Linked DNA regions of Mus musculus: all the other regions are linked to region 1. Evidence: chromatin contacts called from public Hi-C and HiChIP or PLAC-seq data. All regions are on one chromosome and are shown on one strand. The core of a region is the stretch at or near the end of the contact, and the rest is flanking DNA. Distances in the headings are between cores, read along the strand shown.

Region 1 (3,811 bases), core at 869-3,368:
AGTAAAGGGCGTGAGATAGCTATCAAAGATTCTAAAGAGTAAGCATGCATTCTGATGGCTTCAAAGGTGCCTTTAAACTATTTTCCTCTTCAAGAAACAGAATATTGGGGACTCTTTTATGTTTAGACATAGGTGTGTGCTTTACGCAAGAGATGCAATACAGGAAAATAAGTTGATCATGTACAAAAAGGCTCTGGAATTTTTCAGTTGATTGACACATGAGCATCAGCTAGATTAAAATAAGTTCACGATACTATGCTACATTTGTTGACAACATTCTGGCTTAGTTTTGTCTTCTTTTTAAAAGCTTTACATAGACCAAACCTCCATAACCTGTAAGAACTTTCATTCCTATAAAATGTGTGATTCAGGGTCTAGCCAAACTTTGCAGTGTACTGTTTGGCCCTGAGCTCAGACTGTGTCTATCAGAGGGCTCCTCGTGCATGAAAATCCCAAGGAAGCTATTCTGCGAAGTGAGGCAACCAGGCCTCCAGGAAGGTTATGTTTAAGCTTGAAGGGTATTGAGCAACCGAGAGCAGGTCAGCTCACAAAAGAAACGTGTTCAAAGGACAACAAGCAGCAAATGTAAAGAATTGTCGATGGCCTACGATAGAACAGCCTTTACTTGCATGGCTTGAGAAGGAGTTTGTTGTTTGTCTTCCAAAATGAATTATGCATGTGAATCATCTGCGAGATAAAAATAAAAAAGCAGAACAAAACAAGCCCAGGCCTGACTCCCATAGACTCTGAGTCAATCTGCAGCCGGGGTGTGGGGTACCTACTCTACTATTAAGTTCTACTTGTTCCCATGTGCAACCAGGATTGAGAGGCTCTGTAGTAGCCTGGGAAAGGGGAGAGAGTGTTAAGAAATGCAGCCCAGACAGACCAGATGCTGAAGGAAATGGTATGTAAATACATTATCACAACTTCCCTAACAACTTAGCTATTTTGAAAGTTTTGTTACTGCCAGTGCTGTTGCATGAATGAATCCTGAGCTCTCATCCTTGGACATGAAAACAAGAAAAAAAGCTTCTAAACTTGCTTTTAAAAAAAAAAATCCATTTTCCTTAACAGACAGCAAGTTTATGCCAAGGCATGCATGTCTGATCAGATCTGTGTTATCTATCCCTCAGGGTTCCTGGAAGTGTCCAGCGAGCATTCAATGTGTGCCCTCTGAAAGTGATCACACGGCCTGGAGTAGGTTCTATGTGGGCTGGTTACCTTGGCCGCTAGTCAAGTTGAGATGGGTGCACACTTAACAAGACTTCTAGACTCCCGGATCCCCTAGAGTCTTCTCATTCAGGAAACACTTGAGCACTTGGAGGAAGACCAAGGAAAATGAAGGCCCTCTCCTTCCTCCATTGCCAGTCCTCAGAAAATGCGCTTTCTCTTACCTTCTCATATATTTTGAAGAGTGGGTATTTTTCCATTTACAACAGTACTTGATTTTCAAATTGTTGTTTTTAAATAAATAACATTAAACCCTTGGGGGACAAAGGAGCCTTAATTTTTATCTTATTGCTACTGTAAGAATGAATGCATTCCGTCCTGTGAGGGGACACACTTGGGGGGGGGGGTAAGAGAAATCGACGTTGCCAACACAAGTGAACAGTCAAGGATGTTGGTCCCAAATGAAAGTACAGAATCAGCCGAAAGGGGGAAAAAATGAAAACTAACTAGAAACTTAAAAACTAAACAAAAAGTGAAAAGAAAAAAGAAAAAAAAAAGCCACTCCCCCACAAAAGTCACCAGAGTCCCCTTACTTGAGCCCGGATTGGAGGGCGCTAAGTGACAAGCTGGCCACACTGCTGGGTCAGCAGATCCTTCTGGAGTCGCCACGGCCCGCGGGGAGAGGGGACGCTTCTTCCCTTCCCTTCCGGGCGCCTCACGGGACGCGCTCGCCCGCGGCTCTCCGGGCCCCCGCGCCTCAGCGCCCGGGCCTCAGGCGGCCTCCACGGTGACTGCGGGCGCTGACCCGGAACTGCTGAGCGGCGCGGGAATCCCCCGCAAGGGGCTCGGCCTTGCGTCTCCAGGGCGCCACCTCGCGGCCGTGGCGGGAACACCCAAACCCGGGCGCACGCCCGCGGGAGCCCGAGGCCGCCGGGAGGCCCGGGGACGCGGTGAGGCGGGCGGACCGGCCGGCCGGTGACTTTGGGAGCCACTGGGGTTCGAGCGCCGAGCCTGCAGCTCACGCCCCAGCTCGCGGCCGCCGAGGAGAGCGCGGGAAGCAGCCCTGCGGTGAGTCCCGGGCGGAGGGGAGGTCGGCGCGGCGACGGGACGGACGGACGCACACCGTGCAGTCCAGGCTCCTCCGAGGTCGCCTGCACGGCTGGCGGAAAGAATGAATGAAGGCGCCAGTGCCCTACGGGGCGGGCGGAGGTTGGGGTGGGCGTCGGGGTGAAGGCTCAGCAATGGTAGGTGTCAGAATTGGGGGTCACAGGGTCGGCAGAGGGGAGCTCCAGCCTGGACAGGGAGTTCAGAGAATCTGCAAGTGGTCAGAAATCGACCCTGATCCAAGTTGCAGTGGCTTTTGGGATTATCCCAAGTGCGGAGGACTGTGTAAACCTGGGGGGAAAGCCCAGCCTGTGGGCTAGCTTTTACCTTTAAAAAATGAGTGTGTTTGTTTGTTTGCTTGCTTATGGTGACAGACACCTTTACTCTTCTCTCTCTCTCTCTCTCTCTCTCTCTCTCTCTCTCTCTCTCTCTCTTTCTTTCTTTCTGGTGACATACACCTTTAATCCCAGCACTTGGGAGGCAGAGGCAGAGGCAAGCAGGTGTCTGAGGTCGAAGCCAGCCTGGTCTACATAGCTAGTTCCAGGACTGCTGGGGCTGTTAGACAGAGAAGCTCTGCCTCGAATCCCTGTCCCAACCGCAACCCCAAAGAAGATTGGCTGCTGATACTGCTCAACTTAATATCCTAAAGGTGAGACCTCAGTATTTCATGAGATGTGATCTAATCTTATAGACATGATGGGGATAATGACATAACAGATTTACATCCTATAATTAAAAAGACTTGATCTCAGACAACAAGTAATTTTGTACTTAAAATCTGCTATAAGGAAAACAAAGCATAATTTCTATTCTATAAAAATGTACCCAGCTGTTCACAAAATAAAAGATGGCTCTGCCCTTAATTGTCAGGATGAATGGTGCACTGGCTTTTCTGCTCTGCACACTACATTTATTTTGGTTACTTTTTGTATTGATGCAATTTACTTCCTATTTTTATTTTTATATTTATTTATTTATTTTTGTTCACCACAAATTTCGGTTGTATCTATAAGAAGATCGAATTTATTGTTATTTGTGATCACTTTTCTTTACAGCTGCTATGGCATAAAAAGTCTTTGGGGCAAAAAAGACTGCCTGATTGAAGAATGGCAGAAGCAGTCTTGATTGATCTCTCTGGTTTACAATTGAATGCACAGAAAAACTGCCATGAGACCTTACTGGAGACACTGGATGGTATTCACTACCACCACGCTCCCAAGGCCAAGTTCCTTTGCATAATATGTTGCAGAAATGCCAGCAAGGAAAAGGATGGGGAGTATGGCCTCTGTGAATTGGAAGCAGGAAATGGCTTTTCACGTCTCGCGGGAAAATTCGAGACTGTTAGCCATCCCTGCCTGGCTGCCTCTTTGTATACAATTAAACAAAAAATTGATGAAGAAAATCTGAGCTGCATTAAGGTGATTGTCCCCGAGCACAGGAAACTGTTAATGAAGGCTTACGTTGGTCAACTCTTCACCGAGGTGTATGAGTTTGAGTTTGAAGATCTACAGGGAGCTTGGAGGGATAGCCTTTTGAA
Region 2 (3,811 bases), core at 793-3,292, 940 kb before region 1:
TCTCTTGGTAGTTTTTCCAACTGCAAAAATGAAATATAAAAAAAAAATTCCCGTTTAGCTAGTTACCTTTGCATTTTTAGAATAAACTCTTTTGTCTTGGTAAATTATTAAAGAGAAAATTTCTACTTTGATTTTCTTTTCAATATTAAATCTTAATCTTTGGAAACACATCTAAAAGATCTGTACCTCTCTTTCTCTGTGTGTGTGTGTATGTGTGTGTGTGTGTGTGTGTGTGTGTGTGCGCACACGCGCGCGTGCATGTACACACACTTACATGCACACAAACTGAAACAATAGCTAAAAGAAAGGCAAACATGTTTAATCCTTTTCCTTGATCTGAAACCGTTTCTAAGCACAAGAAAAAAAAATATTAATGTGCCCTGTAAAAATTCCAAAGAACTTATTTCTAAAAATTAAGCTTAGTCTGTTGGAGGGCAAGGAATGCCCAGAAAACTTTCCAAATCAAGATATTTTCATTTCTCTTTATGAGCTTTTAACTCTATCTTCTTACATTTTCCTAGCAAGTCACCCCCTTCGTGTAGATTTTCATTTATCAGCACTGCCTACCTGCAGCAGCTAGAGCTTACAGCTACACTCCTGGCCTCTCAGTTCTAATGTTGTCTGTTTTTATTGGTGTGTTTAATCTCCCTGATCCAGGATCCGGCTTACTGCAGATTCCTTCATCCCTTGACTTTATCTCAGAATATGCGACTGAAGTATCAGAACAGCAGCTTCGCAAACTTTCTAATTATTAAGTTATTAATTTCTGTTTTTATCTTAATTACTTCCTTTAGTTTCACTCATTGTTGCTGCTGTAAATTCCTTGGTACAGAATTCATGTATTTTTTTTTCTTTCGTATTAAATGGATTTAAAAGTTATAATTTCCTTTCTCTGTGCACAGCTCTGCATGCATTTCCCATAAGATGCCAGTGCAGTACTATTTTTTTAAATGGCCTCCATAAACCATTTTGTCTCCTAACTGTTTAAATGTTTTCTGGGTTTCTTTGTTACCTTTCCACTTTTTAAACTAAACTAATAACCCATGGAAAACTCAGGAAGTACAATCAACCTATGAGGGACTTTAGGAAAGGCCAAAAAGGTGAAGAGAATGGTGTCTGTTACATGGGGGTCCCAATGAGCAGGATTCGCTTAGAGCTGGGTTAACCACGCCTCAGAGGGAGCTTCATACGGGGATACCAGGATACCGCAGTCTCCGCTGAGGGCATCAGCTGGAAGACAAGAGCCAGAGCATTGTAGTGCAGGATCTTTCCTCAGGCAACAGCACTGAACAGAGGAGAAAATGAGCTCAGAGAAAACAGGACAGCATGCCTGTGCCTGTGACCACGGAACAAGACACCCACCCCACATAATGACAGTGGCTGCTTATCTTGGGTGTCGGCATGTCCGGACAAACATAAGCAAGAATCACCATATTAAGAAGCAAATGCATTGGAGATCAGATCAGGGGAAATGGAGTTGGTATGATAAATAGAAATCATTAATAACTGTGTAACCACCATCATTACAGAGACGAGAATGTTAGACCCAGAAAGCAAACCGTTGCTCAGATAAGGCAAATGGGCAGTTTTGGTTAGCGAATGGATTCAATCCATGAGTCGGATAAGCACAGTGGATAGTGCTGAGGGAATGTAGTCGGCGGGACGATCAAGGACCTTCTTCAGAACGAGATGCAAAGGGAGGATGCAAAGGAAACAATGAAGATGTATGGAGACATGACCCTGCGCATCTGGAATCTGTTTGATAGATGTCCCGGGAATGGTGAATCTCGATGGAACAGGGGGATAAACTCGGATAGAAAGTCAGAGAGATGCATGCATCCTCATATCTGAAGAGACAAGCAAAGGCGGCACAGAAGATTAAAAACAGAAATAGAAGCGCCGTAAATCTTCTCATAATTCAGGAGGGGAGGGGAAGGAAATGATTAATAACCACAACAGAGGAAATGCAGCCAGAGATCATAAAAATAAAGAGAATACTGTGAATGGAATGTCAGTTACGTGGTGAGAGTACAAATATGTGCAAATGAACTGCCAACCACAGGAAATGAGAACGTACCAATCCACAAATGAAAAGAGACCATGGAACAGGGTAAGAGGAAAGCCGGCCACTTTTATCACTACAGATATATTTTAAATCAGCGACACAGAGTGGTTAAAAACCCAGTCAACAGACAGAGGAAGTGCCACACAAACACCAAGAACAATGGGATGTGGGAAGTATTAGATAAAATGCAGAAAGAGAAAAAGGAAATTTACCTGAAAGATAACTAATGAGAAGAACAGACTCTTTCAAAGCAATAAACAATTTGCACTGAGCGACAAACTCTGCCTTAGCATCCCTGAGCAAATCTACGGCCTGTTGTTCATGGCGAACATCAGTCACAGTCAAGGGGAAGTGGGAATCACCAGCATACTGTGAGGAGTTAGGATTAAACCCTTGGCCTGGCATGGTCTGTCCGTTTCCTGGCACGTGGCCTCTGTAAAATGCACTGAAATCCTGGAGACGAGCTGAGGAGGTAGAAGAAGAGTAGGTAGCCAGCACATAGAGAGGGACCATACCACAGGTCTCACAGCTATGCACCTGGTTCCCTACAGCCCTGAGTGCTACACTGTCCTCAATGTCTATACAACTGAAAGCACACCACTTTGCTTCGCTGTCTCCTTTTAACTGCCTCTGTGCTCCACTGTCTGTGCCTGCTTATCAAAAGCAGGTTTGACCATCAGATCACAACCTCGAATGGTTTTAGTTGCCAGACTACAAATTTTAAATTGTGAAATTCCACCATTAGGAAGTCAGGAGGTTCCACACACACACACACACACACACACACACACACACACACACACACACGTGCACGCACCCCACTGGTTTCAGTTGCTCAAAGTGTACGGAATGCTTCATGTGTATGTATAGACTTTCAGACTAGTTTCATAACTCCTGCTTCATTCAAAGCATTGGAATCTTCCCTGGATGCCGTCTGTAACGTCATAGATCCTTGGTCACTAGTGGGGTTGGTTGTGTTTTGTGTTCCTGTGTGTGTTAATCGTCTTCTTTGTGAACTGCCATCACCAACTGTGAGCCACTGTTGGACTACATACATAAACGCTGTGGCTGGAAGGCGCCATCTCCACAGAGCAAACCCAGAATTCATCCTTTGTTTGTAAAGTGCTGTCAGTTTTGTTTTTTGTTTTTTTTTCCCCAATTTTTATCTTAAAGAATCCAAACATTTCTTCAAAAGCACATGGCACTGGAAGTGACCTGCCATAACGAGGAAGGCCTCATGAATACCTTCTGATGTCCATCCCTCGTCTTTTGCAGCCTGGGGTTGTCTTCCTTCTGCGGAGAATCCCTGTGTGCTTGGCTGCCGGCCTGTGAAGGTGTAAGTGGAGAAGCATCACCCTCAGTGTATTCATCTTCCTATCCAGGGACTGCTGCTAATGACTCAGCCTCACAGTGTGGAGCGTACACTAAGCTTTCCATCCACACTTGCTCACTGAGTGATTTATGCACACCATCTGAAGACACCCCCCCTGGGATCTATAAAAAGAAGGCTAGTGTAAGCACAATCATCCAGCGCATTTTAAAGGATGATTTAAATGTTTGTTTAATTAAGCTGTAAAAAAAATTGTTTTTTCCCTTGGAGATAACCAACATAATTCATCCCTTCTGGTGGAAAGTTGACGATGTTTTCGAGATTATTCCAACCGACTGATGGGTCCCTCTCACAGACAAGCGGTAAGGGCACTGACTTGAGAATCACCGTTATGGCCGCTGCTCATTGGTGGTATC
Region 3 (3,811 bases), core at 347-2,846, 860 kb after region 1:
ATATCAGAGGCTGTGCGCAGGCTTATCTGGCTCCAGTAGCGCCTTTTCACATTCCCAGAGGGAACTTACCCTGCTTCTTTTTCTCATCTTTCCCTGGGGTGTTATTTACCGCACCAAGATGGAAGCCTGAGTCTAGAGATGTCTCCAGAACATGTGATCTGGGCTGCTCACCGACTTGTTTTCAGGTCGCTAGCGTCCTCCTGAAACATTAATACTCTTTGCTGATATCAAAACCCTTTGAAGTCATCTCAGTTTGCCCGCAACTGGTCCCCATTTGTTGTAAATCGATGCTTTTCATGTCCCTGAGTAGCCTGAGCCAAAGCAGTCAAAAAAGTAAGGTAGCAGTCACCATGCTCAAGCAACAGATGCTCAGAGCCTGCTCAAGCTCTCCAAGGCATGGGGATTACACGGGACGCTGACAGAGAAGGACTCGGAGATCCTACTTGTACTGGTTGGTTTTGTGTGTCAACTTGACACAGGCTGGAGTTATCACAGAGAAAGGAGCTTCAGTTGGGGAAATGCCTCCATGAGATCCAGCTGTGGGGCATTTTCTCAGTTGGTGATCAAGGGCAGAGGGCATATTGTGGGTGGTGCTATCCCTGGGCTGGTAGTTTTGGGTTCTATAGGAGAGCAAGCTGAGCAAGCCAGGGGGAAGCAAGCCAGTAAGTAACATCCCTCCATGGCCTCTGCATCCATTCCTGCTTCCTGACCTGCTTGAATGGTATGAGAGAATACAATCCTCGGGACTGGGGAGATGGCTCCAATGGAAGAGTAGCTGCCACACAAGTGTGAGGGCCTGCGTTTGCTTCCCAGAACCCATGTAGAAGACTGGATCAGTGATGCACATCTATGCTCCCCAGCACTGGGGAAGCAGAATGACCACTGGGGCTTGCTGGCTAACAAGTCTAGACGGATCAATGAGTTCCTGGTTTAGGGGAAGACTTTAGGTCGAAAAATAAGCTGGCTACCGTGCACTTGCTGCACAATAGAAAAGACCAGGACTCAGACTCTTAGAACCTGTGTAAACCCTGGGCAGGTAGAGCAGCCCTTCACTCCACGGAATCCCAGCACTCCACGGCAGAGACCAAGGATTGCCAGACAAATAGCTGATGGAGCTTGCTGAATCAGCAGTCTCTGGCTTCAAGTGAGAAAGCTTGCCTCAATGTCTAGTGTGGAGAGCAATCCTGAAAAACAGCTGATGTCAACCTCTGGCCCCCATATGTATGCACATGCATATGTATACAAATGTGTGTAAACATACACACACACTAAATAAATGAATAAATAGATGAGTAATTGAAGAAGACACCAATTTTAATTTCTGACCTCCACAAACACACACATAAATGTGTATTCACACACACACACACACACACACACACCACACACACACACACACACACATGAAAACATAGTCCTCCACAGCCAGGGACACTCTCTCCAGAGACACTCACTGTTCTGTACGGAGGCTCCAGTAACACAAGGCCAGTCCTAGGGGTGATGGCCTGGGTCAGTGAGCAGATGTCATTGTCCTGAGTAGTACTGAGGGACAAATAGGCAACACAAGACGTCAGTGAAGCAACGATAAGGAAAGAGCATGAGAGAGTTTTCACTTCTGCTCTTTCCATACAGAAATGAGAAGGCTGCCTGGGACTTCCCAACCAGAAGAGAGGAACTGAAGAACCTTCCGGAAATCGAGGTTCATGCCCACATCCCCACATCATCTTAGAGTCCTCAACCAATACTCTCCCGACAGTACTCAGGCAAACACAACAGTGAGTCCTGACTGGCCACCATACTGAACTGCACAGAGTTGAATGTGTGTTTCTCCATTGCTAGGGTATATTCTCCCCCAGATCACCCGCAGTGTAAAACTGTTCGTAAGATGCCCATATGTTTAATGTGACAACTTACCCAAGAAGCAGGCCTGGGGATTGGAAAGGCGCATCGTCTCCTGTCAGCTTCTTCTGGGCTTTCAGCATGGCCTAGAAAATCCAACAGTTTCTGCCATGGGTTGTGGGGTTCACTGTGCACCTCTGGACTTCAGGATAACCTCTGAAATAACCACAAATACCTCCGGGACTAGTGTCAGCCAGAGGGCACGTGGAGTCTAGAATCTACCTTCTGTCTTTGTGTGCTAAGTCAGGATAACTTCACTGTCTCTTGTGGCATCGCTTCCGATTCACAGCGATGATTGCTGGCACACTCCTATTCAGCCTGTGCTGCGGGTGGGGTTTCCGTGAAGTAGGAACCATGGCTCCTCCATCCAAGAAACTTAAGACTAGTGAGTAACAGAGACACCAAGCCAGTAATTTCTGGATTGATGGAGCTGTGGAAGTCGTAGGGGAAGAAATAGACATCTATGCCAAGCCTTGGATGTCTCAGAGTGCTCAAAAGACTTGCCGAGGAGGGGTAAGGGGGTGGGGGATGGGGGTGTGGGGCTGGAAAGATGGCTCTGTGGTTAAGAGCACTGGCCTCTCTTCTAGAGAATCCAGGTTTGATTCCCAGCACCCATATGACAGCTCACAACTGTCTAATGCCAGGAGATCGTATGCCCCCTTGAGGCCTCCATGGGTACTGCATGCACATGGTACACAGATAACATGCAGGCAAATACTCATACACATAAAATAAAAATAAATAAAATCTAAAAAAAAAATAATTTTTTAAAGACACACCCCCAGAGACATTTGTTCTGTGCTTTGAGGATAGTTTTGCTTCCTGGTGAACACTGAAGGAAAAGATAGGAACATCCCACTCCTCCCAGGGCAGGTCCTCCATCTCCTGCTTCTCACCCAGACTCAAAAAGAGCCTTTGAGCTATGGAACATGGAACATAATGCACGGCGGTAGGGAGAGCCTAACATGTGGACGGAGATGACCTCCAATCCCAGCTTTGCCACTGGGAAGTCCCTACAAGCTCAGAGGGTGATGACTCCCATCCGCACTCCCAGGGCCATTGCGTGGATGCACAGGACCTTTTCCTTGAAGATGTTTCTCAGACTCTGCGACTTTAATCTCCCCTCAGCTGCTGTTTCTCAAGGCTTTGCGCATTCTGGACTTGAGCGGTTCCTGACACTGACATAGATTCCTGCTTCTTGGGTCCTTCACGACCCACTGTGCCCATCCTTCATCTCTTGCCCATGTTCATTTAAGGTCGGTCTCTAGTCTTGCCCCGGCACCCCGCTGCTTCCTTCACTGCTTCCCCACCACCCCGTCCCCATTGCTCTTTGATTGGGATTCAAGGAGGCCACGGGACAGGTTAGGGCTTCACCGGAAGCTTCACTACGCAAATCAGCTTAAAACCCAAAACTCAGACTCTCCCGTTTTACAAAGAAAGTCCATTTAAGCCAGAGGAAAGCTGTCTCTGTGCGGCTGAGGCCGGAAAGGATCCGTCTAGCCCTTAGTTTTTCCATGGAGTTGCTCTCATTCGGTAGTGGCCCTGGGAGAACTATCTGGAAGCTATGATCAGAATTCCCTTGAGGGTCAGATATAAACTTGAAAGTCTCAACAGGGACTAGTCTACTCATCTCCTCCCTCCAAAGCCACCTTAGTGCTCTCAGACCCACCTCAAAACAGGCCTGGCCAAGGTAAGAGATCCCCTTCAGCTCGGCTTCGCTGGCAACCATGTCTATCGGCTGTCCCCCACGAAGCAGCACGAGCTAGGCCCCCAAGGCATTTGCACCTTGATGTGGCAACTTTGTTGACTTCTACCTGGTCTAGGTGGTGGCTCATTTCTCCCAGACTACCAGATGAGGCACAGTTATGACTGTCCGATGACTGGGGTGACGGAGGGTGGGGGTAGGGGTGAT
Region 4 (3,811 bases), core at 432-2,931, 840 kb before region 1:
AATGCAGCAGGCTGACTCCCCTCCATGCTGCCCTCTCTTCTGCTGTGTTTCCCACCCCAGCCCCCTTTTTCTCCTGGCTTCCACTTTGGAAGCTTTTTCCCAGCTCTTGAGCAGGTGCACTGTTCTAAAAAGAGCTGGCTCACTCCTGTCTTGCTCTAATTGCTTGTTTGCTCCAGGCTAGCAGCCTATGACTGTTAGGGTCCAGCTGCTAGGATACATCATTAGCCTCCCTTAGACTGTAACTCCAAGGACTCGGAGACCTTATTTGTTTACTTGATGCTAAAGGCACAGTCCCCCAGCACTGTACCCAAGACCTGACATATGCTCAATAAATTGAATACACTGAACACATGGATGATGAATGCATGATATGTAGGCTTCAATCCAATTCATTTGGTTTGATCACGAATAATTGTGGATTGGCTTAATAAAGTAATTTATGTAATAAAGCCGTGTTTCTGAAGAGTTCTGAAGTATTTTTAACACATTATTACATATCACCGGCTCAATTCTTGGTGTTTATTTCCATGTGGAATTTGTGACCCCTTTCTTCTTCTAACTAAAACAAACCCCATGCTCCCTACTGACCACATCAGTGGCTGAGCCTCCAAGGAAGCCTTTGTGGCTGTTCTCGTTTCTCTCTGTGAACTCTGACACTGATTTTGCTTTCATTTGTAGCTAATCTAGCATGCTTGCTCGTGCTTTTAGTATATGGTACTAGCATGGTGTTTAATGTAATCTTTCCTTCCTGATTCTAAATTCCTTCAGGCCCTAAGCATGAGAATAATAATATATGGATAAATTAATAGGTTCTTACAACTGGTTTTTTGTTTGTTTGTTTGTATGGTTTGTTTTGTTTTGTTTTTCAAGATAGGGTTTCTCTGTATAGCTCTGGCTGTCCTGGAACTCACTTTGTAGACCAGGCTGGCCTCGAACTCAGAAATCTGCCTGCCTCTGCCTCCTGGGTGCTGGGATTAAAGGCGTGCGCCATCACGCCCAGCTAGGTTCTTACAACTTTTAATGTAAAAAAACAAAACAAAACAAAAAAACCAAACCCCAAAACAAAAAAAAACCTTCTTGTAGGCTGGATTGCAAAGTGTATAAAGGGTAAAACAGCAGCCAACTTGGTACAGGGGTTAGAAAGCGTATTAGCTTCAGTTATTGCCTAATATCTGTTCGAGAAAGCTTGACCTAAACATTAATAATGAAGTTAAGTCTTTATGTATTCAAATTAGTCAAAATCATTTGCTGTGAGCGCAAGTTAGTGGATCATCAGTATCTTCCCAGTGATTTCACTAACATGTGAAATCACATTCATTTCTAGTTGGGAAGGTCAAGCAAGGAAGCCCTCCCTGGCCTTGTTTCTATTCCCAGGCACCATCGCGGTACTTTGGAATCTCTCCCTGCCTGGTTTTAGAGGAAACTCAAGGTAGACCTAAGAAGGCCCCGCCTCTTCAGGCTTGGTTGTTATAGTGGAGGGTGGCACAAACAAACAAACAAGGCTCTGTAAGGGTCTGACCCCGGGCTTTGACAGGGTCAGTTTATCGGAGATGGAATGAGAACCAGATTCTCTGCAGCCAGGTCTCCACTAATAAAACTGAACACCTACTCAGAGCGCGAACTTAACCGGTCCGCACTAATTTGTCCCCGCGGACGCCCCGTAGACAACTCAGTGCGTCCTCGGAGTCCTGCAGTGCCATGGCTACCGGTGGCGGCGTGACCTCCAGAGAGGGGCTGCGCTACGCCGAATACCTGCCTCCTTCTGCCCAAAGGTCGGACGCCGACATCGACCACACAGCGGTGAGTCTGCCGGCCGCCACTGACCTGCACCCCTAAACCCCAAGACCTCCCACTCCCACCCCCTTGCCCGGCTGCCTGTGCCCGGCGTGGTACCTGGCTGTCTCCTCAAAGTGTCACGGACCACAGAACAGGCCCACGGTTATCCAGTGAAGAGACCCATGGGTTCCCCCTGGGCAGAGGGGGCCCGGTGGAGCCAGGAGCCTCCCTTGGGGAAAAGTAGTTAAGAACCAGGGCGCGAAGCTGCGTGAGAACAGTTGGGACCTCTAGCACCCCCAAGTCTGGAGCAACTCAGCCTAGATCCGGGCAGAAAATGCTTGCGATTTATTGAGGCGGCTTCTTTCCTTCCACCTTGTGGTTCCTGAAGATCGAACTCAAGTCAGCCATCACCTCCACTGACCGAGTCACCCCGCTCGTTCACATCTGTAGGAGAGTCTAGAATTCAGGACATAACTTAGGAGGTCTCTTTAACAGCCAGCCTCAGGAATGCTAAATTGTGGGAGTCTTCACCAGTTCACGCCACTGTCCTTTCTATAACAGAAACAAAAACAAAAACAAAACAAAACAAAAAAAAAAACCAACTTTCTTGTGATATCCTGACATGAAATTAAAGTTTCTAAAAATCAATATAATAGTCAAATTGAAACGTAACGGTGAAGTAAATATCTTCTTAGTAATAAGTAGCTGTTTGAATTTGTAAATGCCTTCACGTTATTTATTATATTACAGGCTGCAATGAAGTGATCATATTGCCCTCGCATTGCAGCAGTTGTACATGGGACAGCTACAAATGCCAAGCCGGCAGGATTTTATTTTTTAAAAGGACTCACTGTATTTCCTACGCTGGCCTGGAGCTTACGATTCTCCTGCTTCAGCCTTCTTACTTCCTGGCCTATCAGATATTGGCATCCTGTTGTTATTTAAAAAAATTTTTTTTTTCCCAAAAAAGCAAACACTCTGAGGTAAATTGTTAGAAATGTCTCCTCACTTTGTAGGGTAAGTTCACTTATGGAAAATTAAGCCTGTACTAAAACAGAGTAGAAGTATAAATGGTTGAAAGTTCTTAACAAAACAAAGATGGCCAGAAACTGGTTATTCACCATTTAATGTCACTGGCATCTTGTAACACTTGGAGAGTTAGGGATGGTTTTTTATTCCTGGTTGGCCAGCCTTGCACATGATAGGACTTTTGAAATCGGGAGTCGACCATCCACAAAGTACTCTTCCTCTTAGGCAAACTACTGTGGAAGCTCAAAAGGGCTTCACAGCGTTTTCAGATTGTCCCTGAGGGATCGATGTTGACTGTGTTGAGAATACCTGGTCTAAATCAAACAGTGAGGTAGACGACAAGATTATTAGTAATGACTTTAGGTAACTGAAAATAATGGGAAACTGACAAAAGGGTGTTAGGAAAGGAAAACTTGGCCTTGAGAAGGATCAGCCTGGTTGACAGAGCCAATTCCAGGACAGCCAAGACTACACAGAGAAACCCTGTCTCAGAAGAAGAAAAAAAAAAGGGGGAGGGGGAAGGAAAGAAAGAGAAAAGAATTAGACAGTGAGCAGATGGTGTAAGCCCTCAGCCCTTGAGAGGCTCTCTGTGAGTTCGAGGTCATCTTGAGTACAGATCCAGATCTAAGACAGCAAGGACTACACAGAGACACAGTTTCTTGAAAAACAAAAACGGAAGAAAAAGAGTGATTTTTATTAGACATTTATTAGAAATTAAGGGAAACCTTTTCGTTTTACTTTTATGTAAGTTGTAGAATATACCTCCGCTTCTGTACTATCCAAATAGTTCTCCTTTCATCTTGAGGCTTATGTTAATAGACTAAGATGTGATGTTCATTCACCTGTATGCAAGACTAAATGGATCAGGTAAAATATGTATGTAGTTACCTTTGAGAAAATAATATTCTACAGTTGTTTGATAGAGGGTGTTGTCAAATGCCTTTCTAGCAAAATTGATTCTAATGGAAAAGGAGAAAAGAAACTTTAGTTAGGAAGAGAATATTAC
Region 5 (3,811 bases), core at 349-2,848, 760 kb after region 1:
GACCAACAAATGTGCACAGGGCCGTATGCATGCTTGCCCCCGTACACACAAATAAGTAAATTAAATGTAAATAAATGTTTATTTAAAGGTATATCAGATAATGGAGAGGAGAAGGTGATTGGGGGGAACAGCCAAAAACATGGATACAGAAGAAGGCATTCATTTTAACAGGGTTGCGGAAGATGCATAATTCCGTTCCTATTTTTCTGCCTCTTTAAATAGAAATTTTTAGCAATAGAGAAAATCAGGGAGAGAAATATGAAAAGTGAGCCCTCAGAAACCGTAACATGTTCCCTTTTTCCTTTATTCCTCTGATATTATTTTGTGTTATCTCTCTGTTACTATAACAAAATGATCAAGAGAACCAACTTATAGAGAGAAAAGGTTTATGTGGGCTCAGTCTTTGGAGTTCCAGTTTGTGATGATGAATTGGCCCCATTGCTCTGGGCCTGGGGTAGGCAACGCATCAAAGCAGAAAGTGCATGCTCACTTAGTTAGAAAAAGACAAAGGGGGCGGAGCTCCAACCTATAGCATATTTTATAGAAAAATCCCCGTGATTTCGTGATCCCATCCACAAATATTTCAGAATATATTTATAAAAGTTGGATTCATTTGCATTTTTGACAGAAATTTTCATCTGAGGAGAGACATAACGTATACTTGTGTAAAGCTTTAAAAAGAAAGAGAAGGTAGGGGAAAGGTGGGAAATCCAAAGTTTTAAAAAGAAAGAACGGTCCATCTGAAACAGAATCGAAGGAAAAGGCAAAAGAAGGGAGGCCTTATGGAGGCTGTGACTGGGAGCTTTGGGCTTGTGGCTCCATGTGCCTGCTTGTTTGACTGGAGGACAAAGGCTCCTGATGTCCGCTGAGCCCCTAGAAGTTGCCCTTCTCAGACTTTGGGAAACCGGGGAGGGTCTCTGATTTCACTCCCTCCCAAAGCGGGAGGCCGGCGGCTGCTGCAGCATCCTTTATTAGATTCCCCTTTTATGCAGCGTCTGACCAGAGCTGACTTTCACTGCTGTGACCACTCAGCTTCCACTACCACCATCCCTGCGCCGCGGCCAACTGCCCAGCCATGAGTAAGATGAATGATCTCCTGCCCAGTAGAGCAAAGCTGGTGGACCCAGTCACGTGGGGCGAGCCCTACAGTCACCGAGGCGGGCGTGGCTGCGGCTTCAGGCTTTCTTCTGATTTCACTGAGTATCTCTCGGTTTCCTCGTCTGTACGTGAGAAATAATAAACTGAGCCCAAACAGAGCTGTGGTGAGGCGCCGTGAGGTCAAGTGCAGAAAGTGCTCTGTAAGCAGAAACCGTTTACAAATGAAAGGTCTTCTTTTCTCCCTGGGATTCCGTTCTGCCTCCCTCAGCATTTGCCCTGAGAAGCGTGTAGGGGCACAGTGGCGACTCTTGGATCTGTGTTTGCGTGCCCCGTCACGGCTTCTTCTAGCTTAGTGTCTACCTTGGAGATTCTGTGTAAAACTACGATTTGTCAAAAAGCCAAAGCGACTCTTGTCTCTAGAACCGAGTTCTGCACGTGGTTCCTTGGCTGCCGGGATAACTAGACAGATGCATGTTGACCAGGGTGCACATATCCCTCTGATGATGTCATGGAGGAAGTGGCCTGACTCATCCACACATCACCCTGCTTAAGAGGCCTGAGGGATAAGATAAATCCGTCAAGATGAGCCTCACCAAGGCTCGGCTGTCCACCTGGGAGGTCGCCATGGTGTCCTGGTGCCTGAGTCATGAGTAGCTTGAACTTTCTCATTACTCCACAGCCCGACACCCACAGAACACTGCTCCCTGTTCAGTACCCTTAGGCTACCCTGGAGAGGGCAATGAGGCACGCAAGACAGCACTTGGCTGTGAGTAAGCTTGCTCTGGAGGACGCTCATCTAATTGAGTGTACTAGGAGGACATCAGCTCGTGGTATTACTATTACACAACAGGAGCAGAAGTGGAGGAAGGGATGACGTCACCATTATTATTGTTATCCACTTATCAGATGATTATTAATTATACCTCAGTGAAAGGCTTGCACTCTTTCTTTATGAGCATGAGCTCATCGGCCTGTAAAATGCCCAGAGGAGGTCAGGAACCAGCAGACAGCAATTTGCTCATGAGCAAGCTGACTTGAGGCTCAGGAAGGCCGCCATCTTTCTTTCTTTGTCTGGCCACTGGCTACTGCTCTTTTTAGGTCAGAAGGCAATACACACCGTGTATAGTGGACAGATAAGACTCCCACCTTGCTACTAGCTGGAGTTCACACCTCTTCCTTGGGTTCATGGAGAGAGAGAGAGAGAGCGAGGGAGAGAGAGAGAGAAGGAAGAAAGAAAAAAAGGAAGAAAGAGAAGAGAAACAGTTTATTACCAGGCCCTGTGATGTAGCCAGCTCACCCTGCAGATCGATACACCCAGGAAGGGAATTTCATAGGAGTCCAAGGAGCAGCAGTGAGTAGATGAATTTTATCTCCCTAATTTATTTTTTATTACATCTGTGTGTGTTCGAGGTGTATGTGCGTTGTACACGTCCATGTGTGTGCTCCTGTGCATACATGCGTGCAGCGGTCAGAGTTCAGAGTTGGTATTCGTTCCTAGCCACTTTGTTTTCTGAGACAGGCTCTCTCACCAGAGCTCACCAATTCAACTGAGCCGGCCCGCCTAGCAGCAAGCCCCGGGGCTCTCGACAGGTCTCCCTCTCCAGGCTGCTCTGATGACAGGCGCACGCCCGCTGCCACACTGGCACGCTGGCCTTTTGCCTGGATGCTCATCTGCTGAGGACCAGCCCAGGTCCCCATGCAGGGTTTCATGGCAAGGGTTGCACCAACTGAGTCATCTCCCCAAACCCGGGATGTGGCTTTTAATGGTGTCTCAGGCAGTTGATAGTTGGTGTTTCTGACTGGCGGGAGACTGTGGAGAGAGGTTTGGGAAAATACAACATTATTTTGTTGCCAAGGTCAGAGAGCAAGACCAGAGTTTAGCACGGGCTGAAACAGGAAGGGAGAACAAGGTGACCAAAGGCTTGGCTGCTGCCGGGGTGTGGGGTGTCACAAATTGTCAGACCACCATGGAGGACAGATGGGAAGTAAGAGATGATGGGTTGGTGACAGATAGCACCACCCCCAAACTGAGGCTGCATAGGTTTGTATACCTACTGCCTTGTGTTTGTTTAAACCTAAATACAAGAACCCAGGTATGTATACCTACTGCCTTGTGTTTGTTTAAACCTAAATACAAGAACGCAGGTATGTATACCTACTGCCTTGTGTTTGAACCTAAATACAAGAACCCTGTATATAAAGATCTTCCTGTTGGGACCCTGAAGATGGACTCGGTGGGAGAGGGCACTGGACTCTGTGCTCATCTTCCTGATGTGGCCACATTGGATTCGTCTCTCTTTGGTGAGTTTTCACCATTGCTTGTCTTTTTAATTAGTCTTTTGAGCACAGTGTCCAGGACTGGCTTGTTAGGACTGCCAGGCCCGGGGCTCAGACTCTAAAAGCTCAATGGTGAACAAGATGGACCATCCCATAGTGGCAGACCAGCCTATGAGGTTAATAAAAGACTGACGGAACCGGGCGTGGTGGTACACACCTTTAATCCCAGCACTCAGGAGGCAGAAGCAGGAAGATCTCTGAGTTCCAGGACAGCCATGGCTACACAGAGAAACCCTGTCTCGTAAAACAAAAAACAGCGAAAACAAAAACAAAACAAAACAAAAAAACTGACGGGGATGGAAAAGAAGAAAAGCAGAAACCTGAGTCAGGCAGTAAGTGTCTTATCTCAAGAGAAATCAGAGTTCCTTAGCCGAAA
Region 6 (3,811 bases), core at 614-3,113, 590 kb before region 1:
GACACACTGTAAGGATTCAGTAAATGTTGTTAAATCTGTCACTGCTTTGTATTGTGACAATGCGTAAGATAATTCACAGAGGCAAGGAGCTGAGGCCAGGGAAAGGCGTGGTTTCCAGAATTACACAAACCATACTAGAAGAATCCGGTATGAAGATAAGATAGAAACTGGTCAGTAAGTCACTACGACAAGAAAGAAAGCTCATGTCTTGCCCTGCAAAGACTAGGCCAAATAGATCAGATTTCACCTCACGACTCATAATTACAGTAACTCAACAAGATCCATTATTGACTTCTTATATTTATTAAACAATTCAGCTTATTATTGGGGGCACAAAGACTCAATATTTGGTCCTTATTAGATTCAGAATATTGGGGAGAAGGGAAACATATTGCTCTCAAGACCTCCTCCAGCGCCAGCCTGCCCTGAGTGTGGGAACTGCAGTAAGATTGATATTGCCACGTGTGTTCTCCCTCAGACTTTTATTTTTAAGATATATTTAGAGGCATATCTCATAAAGAAAAACCCTGGGAGCAGGGAGACAGGGAGAGGCACTTCAATAAGCCCTGAAATTAGATGTTGAATCAATACACTGATGGCCTTGTGGGCTCTCCCGGGCCCTGGGGGCGGGGGAAAAAAGATGAGAAATCAAAGGGCAGCCGAAGAGGATGAGGATGGCAGCTCAGGTCCGCCATTGAGGGTTCGCGCATGCTCAGAGCTCAGAGTAGCCTTCCTTTTCCCGTTATTGCTCCAGAGACTTAGGAGACAGAGCACTGGCGGTGACTCTGTGTGTGTGTGTGTGTGTGTGTGTGTGTGTGTGTGTGTGTGTGTGTGTGTTTCATCCACCCCTAGCATTTCTTCAAATCATTTCTTCTTTCTGCCTACACCCAGATAGTAGACTCTCCAAGGAAATAGCACTCAAGCAGACGAGGGATGGTGACAACTTCCTGAACAGTTATTTTTGTTAGAATGGACTTAAAAACAGTTTGCTGGGTCCAGTACTGAGCCTGATACCTGGTTAACTTTTTTGTGATTCATAATGTAAAAGTCAATATTCATTACAGTATTATTAATGTAACACACGTGCCTCTCATAGTCATTTTCAGAGTACACAAAGAGGAAAGAACAAAAATCATTTATAAAGAAAAAAAAACAAATTGTAATCTTTTACAGATACTAAATATTTTCACCCATTTCCCTATAGATCTCCTCATAGCATATAAATTGTGAACATAATGCATATATAAGCATGTATTTGGAGTTGTTCACATATGCCATTTTGTAAGTGTTTTTAATCACTTGGCAACTATTCTGAGAACTTTCTATTGTGCCATTTAAAATCTCTCAGTCATGATTCTTTTCCCAAGTCTGATCTGATATAGCATTAAACAATAGTCTAGTATAGTGTATATAATAATATAATGAGATATTTAAAATTCTTAAAGTAATTCTGGGCAATGGGAATGTATACAACTGCCTTAAGCTATGCAGACTCAAGGCAGCCCAGGTGGAAATCCAGGGTTTTGGGACACAGACACTGGAGACCCAGGAAAGACTCACTGTGGGACTTACAATGTCCTGCTGGATGCACTGTGGTTAACACTCTGCCTTGCAACTGTTGCCTTAGATCTGTTTCTTTCTACTTCTCTGCTAATGTTTGGAGTTTAAATCAAAAAGTTTTCTTCCTCAAAAAACTTCTCAGTAGGTTTGACACATTGCATCCTTAGACGGGGCAGCACAGCTACTGATCATGAGTCTGTTCCAAGTATCAGAACTACTCAGTGATGTACAAGGGAAACATCTCAAAGCTATGGAACACTTCATGTAATAACAATTAATAGGCTGCTTTAAACATCAATTGCCAGGGCTTCGAAGTACAAGATAAGTATGTGATGGCAAGGGGGATTTCTGAAGAAGAGGAAGAAAATAGTCACTTCTTTCAAGTCCCTTTTTCATTAGTAGGTGGTTACCTGGTCAGGATGATGTCTGGTCCGGGTCTAATAACTTGATGCCACCAACTGTACTTAGATGAACAATGGAACCTCAAAGCAGAAGGGGATGAGGGCACTGATACCTGTCAGCACATCCCAGTGCTAAAATGTTAGGAACTGTACGCTCTAATATGGTGTCATATTGATTCCTTTGGCCAATGTCCCACTCTTATTGACAGCCTGGAAGCCACCCTTTTAAGATTTTAGATGGAGAGACACAGAAGAAAATCAATGGATATGAACTTTTCATTAGTAACTGGCCTACACAGCTACAGCTTCTCGGCCACATTCACATTTAATGGGTCTGAACCATGGTCTTGGGAGGGGTGTGCCAGGAATCAGGCCTCAAGAACCTCCAGGTGTTTACTGTGACCAAAGACTCACGGTAGCCTCACCTCCCAATGATTCAGGAGAAGCAGCTCATAAGCCAATGCAGAACATATACTTGCTCTGTATTTTTTGTTTGGTTTGGTTTTTTGTTTGTTTGTTTGTTTGTTTGTTTTTTTGAGACAGGGTTTCTCTGTATAGCCCTGGCTGTCCTGGAACTCACTTTGTAGACCAGGCTGTCCTGGAACTCAGAAATCCACCTGCCTCTGCCTCCCAAGTGCTGGGATTAAAGGCGTGCGCCACCACCGCCCGGCGCTCTGTATTTTTTTATGTCATTAACATATATGAAGGTTTTTAAAAGACCCAAATAATGTAAAATTGAATCTACTGGGATTTACAAACTACAATATACAGTTGTGCTACATAGAAGGACAAAAGAAAATTAGAAATTTTTTCCATAGCACTGTAACAACTGTATTTTCATCCTTAGCCACTTGCCTTCCTTACAGGACTATATTTTGTTTTTGAACAATATATAGTGAACAATAGCTTTGTGTTTAAAAACTGCTAGATGCTCTTAAGGTGAGGGTGGTGAGCTAACGTGCTGACAGCATCTTCTTTGAGCATCTCCTAAAATCCCAGGTGAGCGAGCCCTTGCTGGCACAGCTAAGAACTGGTTCCCATTTCACAATCAGGCTTTTCCACTTACTGCTTACAGAGTAAAGGCTGAGATCAGTGACTAATTTGAGGGAATCTACAAACTCACCAAGACTCTGTCATCTAACCCCTTCCAGAGTTATTCTGATAGTTTTTTCCAGAAGTTGTGAAGACTACCCTTAAACTCCAAAGACATTCTGTGTTAATTTTGCCCAAACTGGAGCTGAAAACATATTTTAACATCCTGTCAGAAGGAGATACTAAGAGTCGATAAAATGACACTCCAGTAGATGTAAATTTAGACTGCTGTTACAAGCCCCTGCCTGGCTCCAGGAGGTGTTAGGTTGCTATAGTATTTTCCATAGCAACTTTGCATCTTATTACATAAATATTCCCTCAGTGTCCTCAGAGCCTGCTAAGGAAGTGGGTGAAGTCTCTCTCATGTGACAGTTCTCTTCTGAGCCTTGCTTAACACTATGAGGTACCCCCAAATCACAGTAAGCCATAATGAAGATGATGGTGTTCTGGGAAGTTGAGAAGCATTGGGGTTCTGCGGGCTGTATGCAGGCAGTGAGGCTGAGACCTTGTCTGAATTCAAGCATCCTTGGCTCTCCATTTCAGACAACCATTTAACTTTCCCCATTCCTTTCTTTTGCCTGGCAGCTGCCCAGTAGCTGAAGCCTTTCCTCAGGCTTAAAAGGTCTCACTGCATTGAGCAGGAAGCCAGAGCCACACAGAGTGGCACAGAGCCCCCAGTGTGCTTTGTAAGTACATGTGGGGGTTCCAGGCTGAAGGACACATGGGGAGCCACTGGGGGCGCCTACCTTGCTCCACGC

The links. A called contact is a pair of places that touch in the nucleus more often than the background predicts. HiChIP or PLAC-seq counts read pairs in DNA pulled down with a chosen protein or histone mark.
Region 2: a contact with region 1 is called in an H3K4me3 HiChIP or PLAC-seq map of bone marrow-derived macrophages, with 4 times the contacts expected there. The contact joins the enhancer-like site here to the promoter of Lacc1 in region 1. A contact is called at or near these places in 7 of 39 promoter capture datasets (the 3T3-L1 cell line, the C10 cell line, embryonic stem cells and 3 more) and 4 of 115 datasets of contacts at active chromatin or transcription factors (acute myeloid leukemia, bone marrow-derived dendritic cells, bone marrow-derived macrophages and 1 more).
Region 3: a contact with region 1 is called in an H3K27ac HiChIP or PLAC-seq map of microglia, with 6 times the contacts expected there. The contact joins the enhancer-like site here to the promoter of Lacc1 in region 1. A contact is called at or near these places in 6 of 39 promoter capture datasets (the C10 cell line, embryonic stem cells, hematopoietic stem and progenitor cells and 1 more), 1 of 484 Hi-C or Micro-C datasets (bone marrow-derived macrophages), 5 of 115 datasets of contacts at active chromatin or transcription factors (craniofacial prominence, embryonic limb bud, embryonic stem cells and 2 more) and 3 of 9 other capture datasets (embryonic stem cells, liver and pancreatic islet).
Region 4: a contact with region 1 is called in an H3K27ac HiChIP or PLAC-seq map of bone marrow-derived dendritic cells, with 11 times the contacts expected there. The contact joins the promoter of Dnajc15 here to the promoter of Lacc1 in region 1. A contact is called at or near these places in 13 of 39 promoter capture datasets (3T3-L1-derived adipocytes, the HPC-7 cell line, cranial neural crest and 7 more), 2 of 484 Hi-C or Micro-C datasets (bone marrow-derived macrophages and pre-B cells), 10 of 115 datasets of contacts at active chromatin or transcription factors (the NIH/3T3 cell line, acute myeloid leukemia, bone marrow-derived dendritic cells and 7 more) and 4 of 9 other capture datasets (adipose tissue, embryonic stem cells, liver and 1 more).
Region 5: a contact with region 1 is called in an H3K27ac HiChIP or PLAC-seq map of extraembryonic endoderm stem cells, with 3 times the contacts expected there. The contact joins the enhancer-like site here to the promoter of Lacc1 in region 1. A contact is called at or near these places in 8 of 39 promoter capture datasets (the 3T3-L1 cell line, the C10 cell line, embryonic stem cells and 3 more), 3 of 115 datasets of contacts at active chromatin or transcription factors (embryonic stem cells, extraembryonic endoderm stem cells and large pre-B cells) and 3 of 9 other capture datasets (adipose tissue, embryonic stem cells and liver).
Region 6: a Hi-C map of the N1E-115 cell line shows a contact between it and region 1, with 7 times the contacts expected there. The contact joins the enhancer-like site here to the promoter of Lacc1 in region 1. A contact is called at or near these places in 4 of 39 promoter capture datasets (the 3T3-L1 cell line, embryonic stem cells and hippocampal neurons), 1 of 484 Hi-C or Micro-C datasets (the N1E-115 cell line), 1 of 115 datasets of contacts at active chromatin or transcription factors (embryonic stem cells) and 1 of 9 other capture datasets (embryonic stem cells).

Annotation. Positions count from the first base shown.
Region 1 is chr14:77,034,924-77,038,734 of GRCm38.p6, reverse strand. It overlaps Lacc1 (laccase domain containing 1), which reads left to right and starts at 2,118. Exons shown (of 8, transcript NM_172488.2): 1 at 2,118-2,238; 2 at 2,745-2,923; 3 at 3,330-3,811. The coding sequence starts at 3,381. Ccdc122 (coiled-coil domain containing 122) reads right to left here and starts at 1,963. Exons shown (of 6, transcript NM_175369.4): 1 at 1,764-1,963.
Region 2 is chr14:77,974,097-77,977,907 of GRCm38.p6, reverse strand. It overlaps Epsti1 (epithelial stromal interaction 1 (breast)), which reads right to left. Exons shown (of 12, transcript NM_029495.2): 9 at 3,311-3,391. Among named protein-coding and RNA genes, the nearest start is that of Epsti1, 72 kb to the right of the region's middle. Within about 2 kb of position 2,042, at least 17 of the 459 cell types and tissues checked have an H3K27ac peak or open chromatin away from gene starts, as enhancers often do. A contact at or near this core is called in bone marrow-derived macrophages, where this site is marked.
Region 3 is chr14:76,177,391-76,181,201 of GRCm38.p6, reverse strand. It overlaps Gm36534 (a long non-coding RNA gene), which reads right to left. Exons shown (of 3, transcript XR_874833.2): 2 at 1,915-1,985. Among named protein-coding and RNA genes, the nearest start is that of Gm36534, 15 kb to the right of the region's middle. Within about 2 kb of position 1,596, at least 31 of the 459 cell types and tissues checked have an H3K27ac peak or open chromatin away from gene starts, as enhancers often do. A contact at or near this core is called in bone marrow-derived macrophages and microglia, where this site is marked.
Region 4 is chr14:77,872,787-77,876,597 of GRCm38.p6, reverse strand. It overlaps Dnajc15 (DnaJ heat shock protein family (Hsp40) member C15), which reads left to right and starts at 1,681. Exons shown (of 6, transcript NM_025384.3): 1 at 1,681-1,800. The coding sequence starts at 1,699.
Region 5 is chr14:76,277,053-76,280,863 of GRCm38.p6, reverse strand. No RefSeq gene overlaps it. Among named protein-coding and RNA genes, the nearest start is that of 2900040C04Rik, 27 kb to the right of the region's middle. Within about 2 kb of position 1,598, at least 36 of the 459 cell types and tissues checked have an H3K27ac peak or open chromatin away from gene starts, as enhancers often do. A contact at or near this core is called in adipose tissue and extraembryonic endoderm stem cells, where this site is marked.
Region 6 is chr14:77,621,568-77,625,378 of GRCm38.p6, reverse strand. The region is part of intron 13 of Enox1 (ecto-NOX disulfide-thiol exchanger 1); the gene reads right to left. Among named protein-coding and RNA genes, the nearest start is that of Gm52115, 27 kb to the right of the region's middle. Within about 2 kb of position 1,863, at least 8 of the 459 cell types and tissues checked have an H3K27ac peak or open chromatin away from gene starts, as enhancers often do. A contact at or near this core is called in the N1E-115 cell line, where this site is marked.